Regions from separate parts of the Drosophila melanogaster genome. Here region 1 is linked to region 2. A link is a contact called in public Hi-C data. All regions are on one chromosome and are shown on one strand. Each heading gives the region's core, a stretch centred on a gene start, on an enhancer-like site or on the middle of the called end of the contact. The rest is flanking DNA. Distances are from core to core; before and after follow the strand shown.

Region 1 (6,115 bases), core at 1,494-3,993, 310 kb before region 2:
GCGGTTTGTTTGATGGCGGCTCCTCAAAAGATTGCAGATTCAATTTGTCTAGGCTCAGCAGCGAACTGCTAGTTTGCATTGGCGGCACAGGAAGATCCCGCAATAGGTTGAAGGCCACATTAAGTTCGCGCAACTTGGGTGCACGCCACAGGTCGAAGGGAAGCTGTTGCAGTTTGTTATTTGAAACATCCAATATAGATAGGGCGGGCAGGTGAAAGATGGCGGCTGGCAGCGTAGTTAACTGGTTGTCTTGTAGAAAGAGTTCATCCAGTACCGGACACCCATATGTCTGGCCTATTGGTGCAGGTAGATCGGTTATCTTGTTTTGCGCCACATTTAAATACCTTAAATGAAGGACTAATATAATTCTTGAAAAACTTATTACTTTGTCTTTACTAACCTTAGGCTAACCAAATGGAAAAGCTCCTGTGGAATTGACGTGAGAACGTTGTGCGAGAAATCTATTCGCGTGATAGCTGTCAGAGCAACCTCATTAAGTCGCGGATGCGACTGTAGCTTAGGATTCAGCAGCAACACACCGCTGACCATCCAGGGAACCCTTACAACAGACAACTGGACACTGGAGCCCATGCTGTGCCAGTCAATAATGGTTGGATTGTTGGGGAACATAGCACTGTAAGATATGTTGCTGGTGGACGGCAAAAACACGTTCACCTCCACTGGTGTGGGAAGACCCTTCTTGTTGATCTTGTAGTCTGAGTCCGGATGGACTCGTCGGGCCAAAAGACGACTCAGGATGGCCTCGTCGCCGCATGTAATAGCCATTCCAATGGCCGTGCCATTATCGTCGCGGGCTCCATGCTTAAGCAAGAGATCCAACATAGCCAGCGACCTTTGCTTGCAGGCCTCTGCAATGGGGACATTACTGAGCCCATATATTTCCTCGCAACATTTCGGGTCGTTGTGATCCTCAACTGGCTTGGCTACAATATTCGGATTTGCGCCGTGCTGTAGCAGAGACTGCACCACGTCTAGGTGGCCGCCTCGAACGGCCGCAAGCAGAGCTGTTTCTCTCGCCGCTCCACATAGCAGATTCACGTTAATGGGACACCGTTGGCACTCGGTTGACTCTTGTGAAGCTAGGTCGTCGGGTCCTTCTGACTCTCCAGATATGTGCAGTTTGGACATGATAGCCTGAATGCCAAATGAAATACGTTTCCTGGTGGGCGTAATAGGAGTGCTCACCGAGCTGGCGGAATCGCCCAACGTACGCCGGCAATGGAGCTGCCACTTTAGAAGCACACCAACCAGCTGCTTGTTTCCTAGGATGCTGGCAATATACAGACTCGTCTGACCCGTCACATCATGAGCGTTAGCGTCGAAGGGGAGCCGCCATTCCCACTGGCCCTCCTCGTCGCGATATGTCTGGTAGAGGTAGTCGGGATAACTGTAGCTGATAAGGAGTTCCAGCAGCTTGATGTGTCCATTGATGCAGGCGGCGTGCAGCGGCAGCCAGCGCTCTACAGTCGGCTGCTGGATCAGTTCTGGAAAATGGTCTAGCATCAGTCGGGCAATGCCCAAGTGACCGCTATGGACGGCGGCGTACAAGGGTGAGTACTTGGTCACGGCATGGGAGCGACCATCCGCTCCAGCATCCAGCAATCGCTGTGTAATGCTCTCGTAACCAGACTGGCAGGCTCTAAAACGAGACCGATATTAGTTTGGCTCAAAATGGACTAATTCTAAAAGACTTTTTCTCACAGGAATAGAAGGGTGTTTGCTCCTGAAGGAGCCATATTGACTATAATCTGACGCTCAGTTCCAAGAGCTGCCAGCAGCACCCGCACAGTCCGCTCATCGCCAGAGATCACTGCCGTTCGCAGCTCCCCGTGCTTGATCTGACGCACTTCCTCGCGGGCATCTGTGAAAGATAAGTTTTGCTTGGTTAACTAATACACAGCACCTTTGGAATAAACCAATTCCCACCCCGTATTGAGGATGCCTCAATGACCTCATCCACGAAGTAGTCACAGGCTTCCAGAGCTGTTTCAGTTCCAGTTTTGGGATGTTCCATGCTGAATTTCCATGACATTATGTAACCCAAATCGGTGCGAATAAGCCCCAAAAATTAATTGGCATCGGTATGATGACCGAACGCGCCGCTAGCAAAAACTGAACTGCGGAAAATCGATGGCCACGTTTTTGTGGTCATTGATCCAGGCCGTTTTATGTCGCACTGCGCAAGTCGGAGCCCAAGAAGCGCGGCAACTGTTGCACTTGTTCAAGAATGTGGCATTGGGTGAGTGCGTGGCATTTGTTTTGATTTGTCTCTTCGTGGGTGTCGGATGGTCCAGTGGTTGCACCAGTTGCTTCTGTGGGGGGTGGCTGTTTGAAAAAAGTTTTTGCGCGCCCACTTCCATTGCACCAATGTCACCCTGTGCCCTTGCTGGTGTTGTTGAAAAACCAATAACAACTGGTTGAAGTTTTAATTGCACCACTTAGGTAATTTGCATAGTCAAGCGTATAATGCTCATTTGCACTCTGACTAAATTTGCGCAAAACTAGCATATTGTGCATAATTTCACTAAAAGTTGTGTTATCTCACCTTCGTCGGAGTCGCTCATTGTTTTGGTTTGTGTACTTCACGAGATATCCAAGTCATGCATGGTATGTGTTAAATGGGTAGTTGTTATGGTCCGATTAACCAGTAGCACCTTTTACTGACCCTTACTTAATTATTTTGCACATTTTGCGAAATTTTCACTTTGTTTACCTTTTTGTCAACAAACAGTGTAACCTCTTACTGTTTTAGAATATATCTCCTCATTTTGGCACGATATGCTGTTAAGCGCTCTGTGTGACCGAAATATCGCAAGTGAATGCTGTTAATCAGTGTCGCACGCAGGGGGCTTCGTACTTTTCTCCAAAGATTAAAGCCAGCTTAATAACTAAATCATAATCTACCCAAAATCATTGATTTTTATGTCCATTGGCTTAAATTTATAAATTAAAATTAATTTAACAAGGCCGAACAAGTATTTGGAAGACGCATTTATTATTTTTATTCATACACATCTAAAAATTTGTTCCCAAGTGAAATATTTGAAATCCCAACTGATGCTGAAATATCTCATTTCTGATAGCATACATATATAAATACCAAAACGCGATAAGGTGGTCATCGTTTCTGTTACTTTGCACTGCTTGTCAACTCAACAACAGTAATATCGATATTATTTAAATCAGTTAAGCAGTGAATCACTATCGACTGTTACTTTTTGTTGAATTTTATTTTGTATGCTATGATTTTATCTAAAAGAATTTGATTCTTAGGAACTGTTAATTATTTTTATTTATTTTTTTTTTAACATGCAATTTCCTGTTATGACTGTTTACGAACAAGAATTTATTAGCACCGTGTATTTGTGTATATTTTATAAATACTGATGCCAACTGTAACCTATATCGATATAACAATCGAATGAAACACTATCGATATTAACCAGCGCCAGCCTAGAACGCCCTGTGTTCAACAGGAGTCACCCTGTGTTCGTTAACAGACGCTTAACAGCACGATCTCAACAATACAAATAAAAACAATTTAATATTCCTTAATCGAACACAAATTTGAGCCGATTGCACGGTGCGTTTGAAAAATAACAATACCGCGGAATGGCCGACAGAGGCCAACTGAAGGTGCCGGTGCAGAGAATCAAGTAAGGAGCAGCGTAAACTGCGCAGCTCACACCCAAAAAAAAATCGCTATAAAGGCGAGGGCTGGCCAAAATGGAAGCAAAAAACAAAAACAAACGAGCTGCGCCACAATGCAAGTGAAACTTCGATGAAAACTTGCCAATCCGTGTGCTTTTCAAGACTTTTCTGACTGTCTGCAATTTCCATTTTTGTGGCATCGCGACTTAGAGATGAGACATCGGTGCCGCGTAACTTTTTTATACCCTTTCCGCGGTATCAACTCCACCCGTTCGGTCACGGAATTTGAACATTTGGCTCTGAAATATGCCTTAATGGCTTAGATTTTCATTATGGAAACTTTTCTTTCAACGGCCATATCGAATTCGTTATAAATCCTGCTTACTTCAGTCATTCAACTGCCTAAAATTGCAAAAAAAAACACGTAAGGGCATTCATAGGTCGCCTTGGCTGACCCTGAATTCTTGTTTTTGTTTTCAAGTTGACCCCTCCCACCCCCAGCCAACAACTTATGACTGTGTGATTCATACTAAATAAAAGTCAGCGTTTTTGTTTTAATTAACAAGAACCGACGATTTTAGAGGCTGCTTTTCTATTTTATCCCATGTGGTAAAGGGCGGTTAGAACCAACTCAGTTTTACAGTGCATCAATGGATGTTATCCAGATCTCTGATCATCTCGAGGGCAAAGCCAAGGGAAGGGGTCGCCTTCTTATCAACGGGTGGGCGGTTGATTTTTAGTAATTTCCGTAATTCGACACCAAAACAATTATCGGTACATATATCGCCATATGTTTTCTTTCAAGTAACCCGGCGCCACCTTCTTATTTATTCGCAGAGAGATTGGCGTGCTGATTTAAATGGAAAACTTTGAAAACAACAATCTGTTGATAAGGTAACCAGCGAAATGCGGGACAACTAGCCTCCGTAGCCTGAAAGAGGCCATTGAAAAGTCTAATTAGGAGGAGCTGGTGATCCTCAAGATCCGAGGCACCAGATCCAAAATCCGAACTTGAAGATCAAATAGTCATGAACATGATGGACAACCGGGCGTTGGCCTACGTGGCCCACCAGCCCAAGTATGAGACACCGCCGGAAGAAGCGGAGCCGCCCTGCATGCGCTTTTCGGTTAACCTGTGGAAAAACGAGATGCTGAACTGGGTGGACCTAATCTGCCTGTTGCCCAATGGATTCCTGCTGGAGCTCAGGGTCAATCCGGCCAACACCATCCAGGTAATCAAGGTGGAGATGGTCAACCAGGCCAAACAGATGCCACTGGGCTATGTGATCAAAGAGGCCTGCGAGTACCAGGTGTACGGCATCTCGACCTTCAACATCGAACCTTACACCGACGAAACGAAGCGACTCAGTGAGGTCCAGCCGTACTTCGGCATCCTCAGCCTCGGCGAGCGCACCGACACAACGAGCTTTAGCAGCGACTACGAGCTGACCAAGATGGTTAACGGAATGATCGGCACCACCTTCGATCATAATCGAACGCACGGCTCGCCCGAGATTGACGACTTCCGGCTGTATATGACCCAAACTTGCGACAACATCGAACTGGAGCGCTCCGCCTACACCTGGCAGCAGAGACTGCTCTACGAGCATCCTCTGCGACTGGCGAACTCGACTAAAATGCCCGAGCTGATACGGGAGCGGCATCCGACCAGAACCTTTCTCATCGTCGTAAAGAACGAGAACGACCAGAGCACGTTTACGTTGTCGGTGAACGAGCAGGACACTCCCTTCTCGCTCACGGAAAGCACGCTGCAGAAGATGAATCGGTCGCAGATGAAAATGAACGACCGGACCTCCGACTACATACTCAAAGTGAGCGGTCGCGACGAGTACCTGCTTGGCGACTATCCCCTGATTCAGTTCCTGTACATCCAAGAGATGCTCTCGGACTCGGCGGTTCCAAATGTGGTGTTGCAATCAGTTTACCGCCTAGAGTCCTACATCAACCACCACAACGAGCAGGCCATGGTAACCAAACGACCGCTGCCGAAGAAACGGACAGTCCACCTCCACAAGTCGATCTCCTCGCTGTGGGACATGGGCAACTACTTTCAGTTGACGCTGCACAGCATTTCCAATGTGAACTTTGACAAGACGCGTGCCCTCAAGGTGGGCGTGCATGTGTGCCTATATCACGGCGACAAGAAGTTATGCGCCCAGCGATCAACGGACTCCCCTAACGGCAACTTTGACACGTTCCTGTTTAATGACCTGGTGATGGACTTTGACATACAGATGCGCAACCTACCGCGGATGACACGCCTCTGCATTGTGATCTTCGAGGTGACCAAGATGTCGCGCTCGAAGAAATCGTCCAACAATAAGGACATCGCTCTGAAAGACGTCCCGTACAACAAAAACCCGCTGGCCTGGGTCAACACAACAATTTTCGACCACAAGGACATCCTGCGCACCGGTCGCCA
Region 2 (6,544 bases), core at 1,861-4,360:
GATATGAACGGAGCCCAAAATTGTAAGTCTTTAAATATATTCGTGTTCATGTGTGAACAGTTAGTCTGAATATTTCTTTTTCGTATTTATTTTTATGTTTCAAACTAATCTTTGTATTGAATAACGTAACGTGATGAGCTAATCGATATTTATTTAACTTTTTCATGCGAACACAAATAATTTTTATTTGTGCAGCAAAACATTCGCTGAGAAGGCAAGACTCGGGAAAATTGCACATAGACAAGATCTTAGGCCATTAGCTTTAATTGCAAAAGTTTTGGGCCAAAAGCAAGTGCAATTCCAATGGCAACAGCAGTGGCAGCTGAAACTGCAACAAATTGCGTGGCTATCAATATTTCCGTGGCTGCATTTGATTTCCTAATGCATCTGCAGCCATTCATGTCCCGAAGTTGACAGGCTGGGATGCCTCCCATCATACCATGCATCCACCTCCGAACCGTCGCCCCTGTCAACGATTAACAATATCCGGTTGTGTACCCCGGCAGTAGCTATCCGCTGGCCCGATTGCGAGCTTGGTTTTAATTAGTCCTGCCCGTACGTATTTTCTATTGGCCAATTCACCGCAGAAGCTTCATTACCGGTCTACCGTGTGTGTCTCTTTCGCTTTGTGCGTGTGTGCTTCTGCAGGACAGATTGCGAGTCATTAAGTTGATGCAGCAGTAGCAGCAGCAGCAGGAGGAGGAGCAGGAGCAGGAGCAGCATCCGTGTAAGCCACACAAACAGGCAGTTAGAATGCCACATGCCACGCCCACAGCAGCGGTCGAGCCATGTCGAGGGGCTGGGCAGCTGTAACTGAATCGAAATCAGCATCAGCACCAACACCAACACCAGCATCGAAATCCATAGCCAAGCCCGGATCAGAGCAGAAAACGAAACAGAAACATGTCGAGAGTTAACCTTTGTTGGCGGTTTGCTGCTTTTTGTGCGCCGGAAACGGCAGAGCAACTCAATCAGTTTTTGCGGTTTATGGTGGCCCGGCCAAAAGGGACACGCTAATGGCTCACAAATGGCACTTGAATAATTGAATGCCGGAAACGGAGGAGAAAGAAAGCTCGCGGTATTAGCCAGCAATGCCTGCGCTTGGCATTGTCCGCTTTATACACGTAATCCACATGTAAACAAATTGCACAATTCAACTACAAATTAACTACGGATGTTACTAACTAATCTTAGGGTCTAAAGCGAAGCATCCTTCTTGTCCCTATCGCCCGAAGTCATCTTATCCGGGTCCGATTGCGGTTTCTCTTTGCCTTGTTGCAGCTCCTCACTATTCTGGCTGCCGCTCAGTTTCTTCCTTTCACTTGTAATTAGCTGCTGCAGCTCTTGGTCCCAGCCCAAGGCTTTGGCCAGAGCCATTACGCCAGCATCACAGTCGCCCAGAAAGGCCACATCCCTAGTGTTATTGGGCTTATCGAAGAGTAGCGATCGCGTGTTGGGATCCATAAAGAGCACACAGCTGGCCTGACCCACTGCATCGCGATTGATCAAGAGGCGAATGCAACGTGGTCCTGGTCTCCACACCAGTGAAGCAAACGGTTGCACTTCCAACGATGTGCCCATGATGATCAGCAGATCGCAATCCTGGAAATCCTCTTCAGGACTGGAGTAAAATCTCTTTGGCAAGTTTTCGCCAAAGAAAACAATGTCTGGTTTAACAACGCCTTGGCACTTTTGGCATTTGGGCAGACGATCGGCGAAGATCTCCGCCTTCATCCAGTCCATGTCGTACTCCTTGCGGCACTTAATGCAGTGGTTGGTGTGGAAGCTGCCATGGGCCTCAATGATCTTGTCCTCGGGCAGGCCAGTAAGCCGGTCTAGCGTGTCTATGTTCTGGGTGTAGTGGCGCTGCAGTAGTCCCTTGTCGTTAAGCAAACGGATAAAGTAGTGGGCCGGCGTGGGAATGAAGGATCCAGGGTAAAGTTCCTTGGCCAGTGCAAAAAACGGCGCTGGATTCTTTTCGAAGTAGTCCAGATCGAATATGGCCGTAGGATGTGGCAGCTCGTACTTCTTCAGATTGCTGTATAACCCGGAACCTGGGGATCTGAAATCCGGAATGCCAGCAGCTAGGAATGGCGATAACTTAGTAAGTTTTTACAATGGTATATAGAATGTACCAACATGTAGATATGCCGGCTCCCACCATGGTCACAATCTTGCGGAAACCATGCACACGCCAATGTTCGGCAAAGCCGTCAAAACTCAAATCTGGAATAACCTGCAAATTTGCGATTTAATCAATATGATAATCAAATTATCGGGTGCTCCGCTCACCTTCTCTACTTTAACTTCCTCCTTTGCGTCCGAGGAGCCGCCGAGATGTAGAGTGTTTGCAAAGAAGCGTCGAACCTTATCCATTGTGTCGTCTAGAATTCAATTCAATTAATGAGTGACAGTAAAGACCTAACTATTTAGACTAGCCTGGGGCCTCCTCGTCGTCGTCACTGGACGAGGAATTGGAGGGCGTCGTCGGTTGTTCCTCCTTCTTTACTTCGATGTCGCCCATGGTAAACAGATTCACCTTCCGGTGAAAGTATGTAAATCTGAGGATAGTGTGATGAATTCTCCCAATTGTTTATGTTGCGTTTTGTTTTAACGTAAAAAGCAAAACAAGTTCTGACAACTATCGATAGGTTTAGGCTAACGAATAAGTTATCTCTAACAGCTATTAAAAAGCTAGAATTTTAATTTCATTGCTTATTGATTTAGATTTTAAAATCAAATTTGTGCGAGCAAACCAAAATATTATAATTACTTTAAGTAGCCTATCAATGAAAGATTTTTATTTAACAGCGATTTATTAAGGGTCGCAAATAAATATGTGTTTGTAACGGTTAGAACATATTATGACTCATTAAACAAAAAGGAACCGAATAATAGAATAACTAAAGCTAAGAAGGGCGCAAAGTTACAAAATCGAGTATAGATAAAATAACAATTACACTTTGTTGATATCTGAATATAAACTAATTGAAAGGTTAAAATCAGCTGAATTGTCAGCACGGAGTGTCCAAATAATCGATAGCTGTTATCGACCCACCCAGTGTTAGGCTCTCTAGCGCCACCAGCCCTGGCCGGCCGATAGTCGATTACTCGATGTTCGGCGGGGGTGCAGCTCTGCCCGTTCGCTCAGCCCTGGAAAACCACGCCAGTCATTTTTGTTTTGATAAGGATACGGATACAAAAAGAGCGTGGCCTGGAAAAACTGCAGAAACGGCGGAGAAAGCGCCCCAAAAGCGAGCGAAAACGGTGGAAACTGATCGTGGGGAAGTGCGCGACAAAGTGGCCGCGGATTCAGGCCCTCCCAATCGCTACGTGGAAGCGTAAGCAGCGTGTTGAAGAAGAGAAGAAGAAGAAGCAGCAGCAGCGCAGCAAAAGTACACAGAAGTGCAAACCAGACGACTGAAATAACAAATCAAAAAAGGCCCCAAAAGGAGCGGCGCAGTGGAAGCAACTGCGGGGGCGGGGAATGGCCGAGGGTCGTCGGTGGCCGCCATTGTGTAACGCCGCCGATGGGCAGACTGTAGATCCACGCTAGGATCATATCTCTCGAATATCATGCATCTGAACCATGCGACAGCCGCCACGGCAGCCATGGCCAACTATCAGCACTACCAACTGCCAGCCTCCCATGGCGGTGGCGGCGGAGGAGGAGGTGGCGGTGGCGGTGGAGGAGGGAGTAATGGTGGATCTGGACCGGGTCCCAACTCGGGACAGCAGCAGCCCACCACACTGGCCAGCCTGCAACAGAGTCCCTTTGCGCTGCATCAACTCACCGCCGTGCAGGCCATCCAGCACCCTACCCACCAAGCCATGCTCCATCCACAGCACCCGCTGGTCCATTTGCTGGACATATCCACTACAACAGCGAACAGTGGCGGAGGAGGCGGGGGCAGCCACACGCCCATTTCTCCTATGAAACAGGAGGTGCAGAGCGTGATTAGCGAGGAGGAGGTGGTGGTGGACGATCCGCGCAAGAAGAAACAGTGCCACGTGTGCAAGAACAAGTTCCGGCAGCTGACCACGTTACGCAACCACATGAAGATCCACACGGACGAGCGGCCCTACAAGTGCAAACACTGCGACAAGGCCTTCCGCCAGATCTCGACGCTAACCAACCACGTGAAAATCCACACCGGAGAAAAGCCGTTCACCTGCAACATCTGCGCCAAGGACTTTCGCCAGCAGAGCACCTTGATCAATCACATCAAGACGCACAAGGGTGAGTGTGTGGTCGCATCGTCCCAATAGACCTTATGACCTAACTCTATTTCTCGCTTCGCTTACGGGCAACAGCGGCGGAGTCCAGCACGCCAACTTCCCTGTTGAACTATCAGCCGCAGACGGGCAGTGGCAAACACCGAAAGTCCCAGATGCACCAGGCCTACCAGCAGCAGCATCAGCGCGTCCAAATCTCAAAGACCTTGTATTCCGGCAGCTACAGCTCGCCGGCGGCCGAGGAGCTGGTGAAGCCGTTCCAGTGTAGCGTTTGCAAGCGCCGCTTCCCGCAGCTGAGCACGCTGCACAACCACGAGCGGACCCACATCGATCCTAAGCCGTACAAGTGCGAAACGTGTGACAAGTCCTTTAGCCAGCTGGCGACGCTGGCCAACCACAAGAAGATCCACACGGGCGACAAGCCGTACACGTGTTCCTACTGCCACATGCAGTTCCGCCAGCAGAGCACCCTTACCAACCACCTCAAGACGCACACGCATCAGATAGCGCCTGGAGGCGTCGGTGGAGCAGGAGGCGGCGGAGGCGCCGTCACAGCCACAGGTGAGCCGCTTGTGTGTTCGCCCTACCAATGAGCCGCTTTCTGTTATCCATGTGTGCATTGATTATTAACGCTCTTCCCTAACGAAGCTTTTATTTAAATCTTGTACGCATGCTAACTTCAACAAATCATCCAACAATCCAACTCCGTACCGTCAATCTGCAGTGGATCACTCAATGCCCGCTCCTCTGGCGCCCGGGACGCAGCAGCTGACCAGTGGCCTGTTGCCGAACAACCTGCACGGTAGCACGGCGAACATCATCCAGCTGGACCACCATCCGCTACTGCATTTCCTCGACGGCAGCACCACGGTCAGCTCGGTAGTGGCCACGGCGGCGGCCAACACCAAGGTGGAGCATTTCCAGGCGGGCGGCTCGCCGTCGGGCCGGATGACCGTAGTGGGCACCATCAACATGCTGAAGGGCGACAATCCGGACCGGCCGTTTGGCTGCAGCGTCTGCCAGCGGTTCTTCTCACAGCAGAGCACCTTGGTAAATCACATCAAGACGCACACCGGAGAGAAGCCCTACAAGTGCAAGATCTGTGAGGTCAACTTCCGGCAGGTGGCCACGCTGAACAACCACATGAAGATCCACACCGGTGAAAAGCCCTACAACTGTTCCTTTTGTCCTAAACAGTTCCGGCAAAAAAGCACACTGCAAAACCACCTGCGGGTGCACACCTGCTAGACCCACTTCAGATCCAGATCGCAACGCGATCCAGGTCCGCAGCCAGCCAGCCAGCCAGTCAAGCAGCCATTGAGGAATAGTGCAATATGCATGCCACATAGCACATACACTTATAGATCGCATATACGGCATACGAATACGATTACATGAATACTATATTTGAATATATACTCGAAAGTGTTATTTACCTGCTGTGCAGAGCGCAATTGTATGTAACTATATCGTAGAGAGCTGATCCACATGCGTGTCCAATTGTAAATTAAGGCTAGCCGTGTTGGCATAAGCCACAGATGATATGATACAGGGTGTTTAGGCCTAAACTCTATACTATCCCATGATGGTTCGATTTGAGTCGGTGTGTTAAAGGTATCTTAAGGCACTTTAAAGCCATTTAGTCTAAAACGTTTTATTATCTTTTAATACCCATCAATTTCTCGCTTTTCAAAGCTTTGTAAATGAATCATCGGCGTCTTTTTAAGTTTGGTTGCTGTTTTCGAATGGCAAGGAAAATGACTACAATAAATTTAGATGTGACCTACTTTGCACAATAACCTTTTATGCCTGTATATGCATAATTGTTGTCTTTTATATTTCCTTTACAAGGAACATCTTACTAAAAAAAAAAATATTGATATTGTTTAAAACTGATACAATTCAAGTTATATTATTTGTTTTAAGGTAAAATGGTCAAAGAGTTATTAGGATTTCTTTAGCACCGAAGCTTCTTGAGGAATCAAATCGATCCATACTACAGCTATCCTCCTATGCAACTGTTGTCACCCATGCCCCTAGATCCCTCGATCCCTAACAATTAGTTCCGAGCATCGGCTTCATTCAGCTTTTCTCGTCGTGTTAAATGTTAAGCCCGCCAGCAAAGTAAAGTAAATTAATTAAAAGTAAAACTAGTTATTGCTATACTATGTGTAATCCCGCCCGCTCTGAACCGACATAAAGCGTCATCGCAACCGAACCGAACGGAAATCGAAAACAGCAACTATTTATATAAGTGTACTCTTAGCGCATACTTAGCAGCATCTTCTACTCAAATGACTACGCGCGG

Evidence for each region. A called contact is a pair of places that touch in the nucleus more often than the background predicts.
Region 1: a Hi-C map of the Kc167 cell line shows a contact between it and region 2, with 2.4 times the contacts expected there. The contact joins the promoter of Lrrk here to the promoter of CG4360 in region 2. A contact is called at or near these places in 28 of 107 Hi-C or Micro-C datasets (the Kc167 cell line, the ML-DmBG3-c2 cell line, the OSC cell line and 9 more).

The regions. Positions count from the first base shown.
Region 1 is chr3R:20,632,108-20,638,222 of dm6, reverse strand. Lrrk (Leucine-rich repeat kinase) reads right to left here and starts at 2,743. Exons shown (of 12, transcript NM_001275843.1): 1 at 2,567-2,743; 2 at 2,135-2,407; 3 at 1,723-1,882; 4 at 401-1,660; 5 at 1-344. The coding sequence starts at 2,585. It overlaps Pi3K92E (Phosphatidylinositol 3-kinase 92E), which reads left to right and starts at 3,491. Exons shown (of 8, transcript NM_169910.2): 1 at 3,491-3,604; 2 at 4,510-6,115. The coding sequence starts at 4,701.
Region 2 is chr3R:20,324,569-20,331,112 of dm6, reverse strand. CG4360 reads left to right here and starts at 3,110. Exons shown (of 3, transcript NM_142622.3): 1 at 3,110-4,240; 2 at 4,315-4,797; 3 at 4,961-6,544. The coding sequence starts at 3,577. The coding sequence ends at 5,484. It overlaps Sirt2 (Sirtuin 2), which reads right to left and starts at 2,648. Exons shown (of 4, transcript NM_001300493.1): 1 at 2,440-2,648; 2 at 2,293-2,384; 3 at 2,140-2,236; 4 at 198-2,084. The coding sequence starts at 2,524. The coding sequence ends at 1,198. It also overlaps asRNA:CR45800.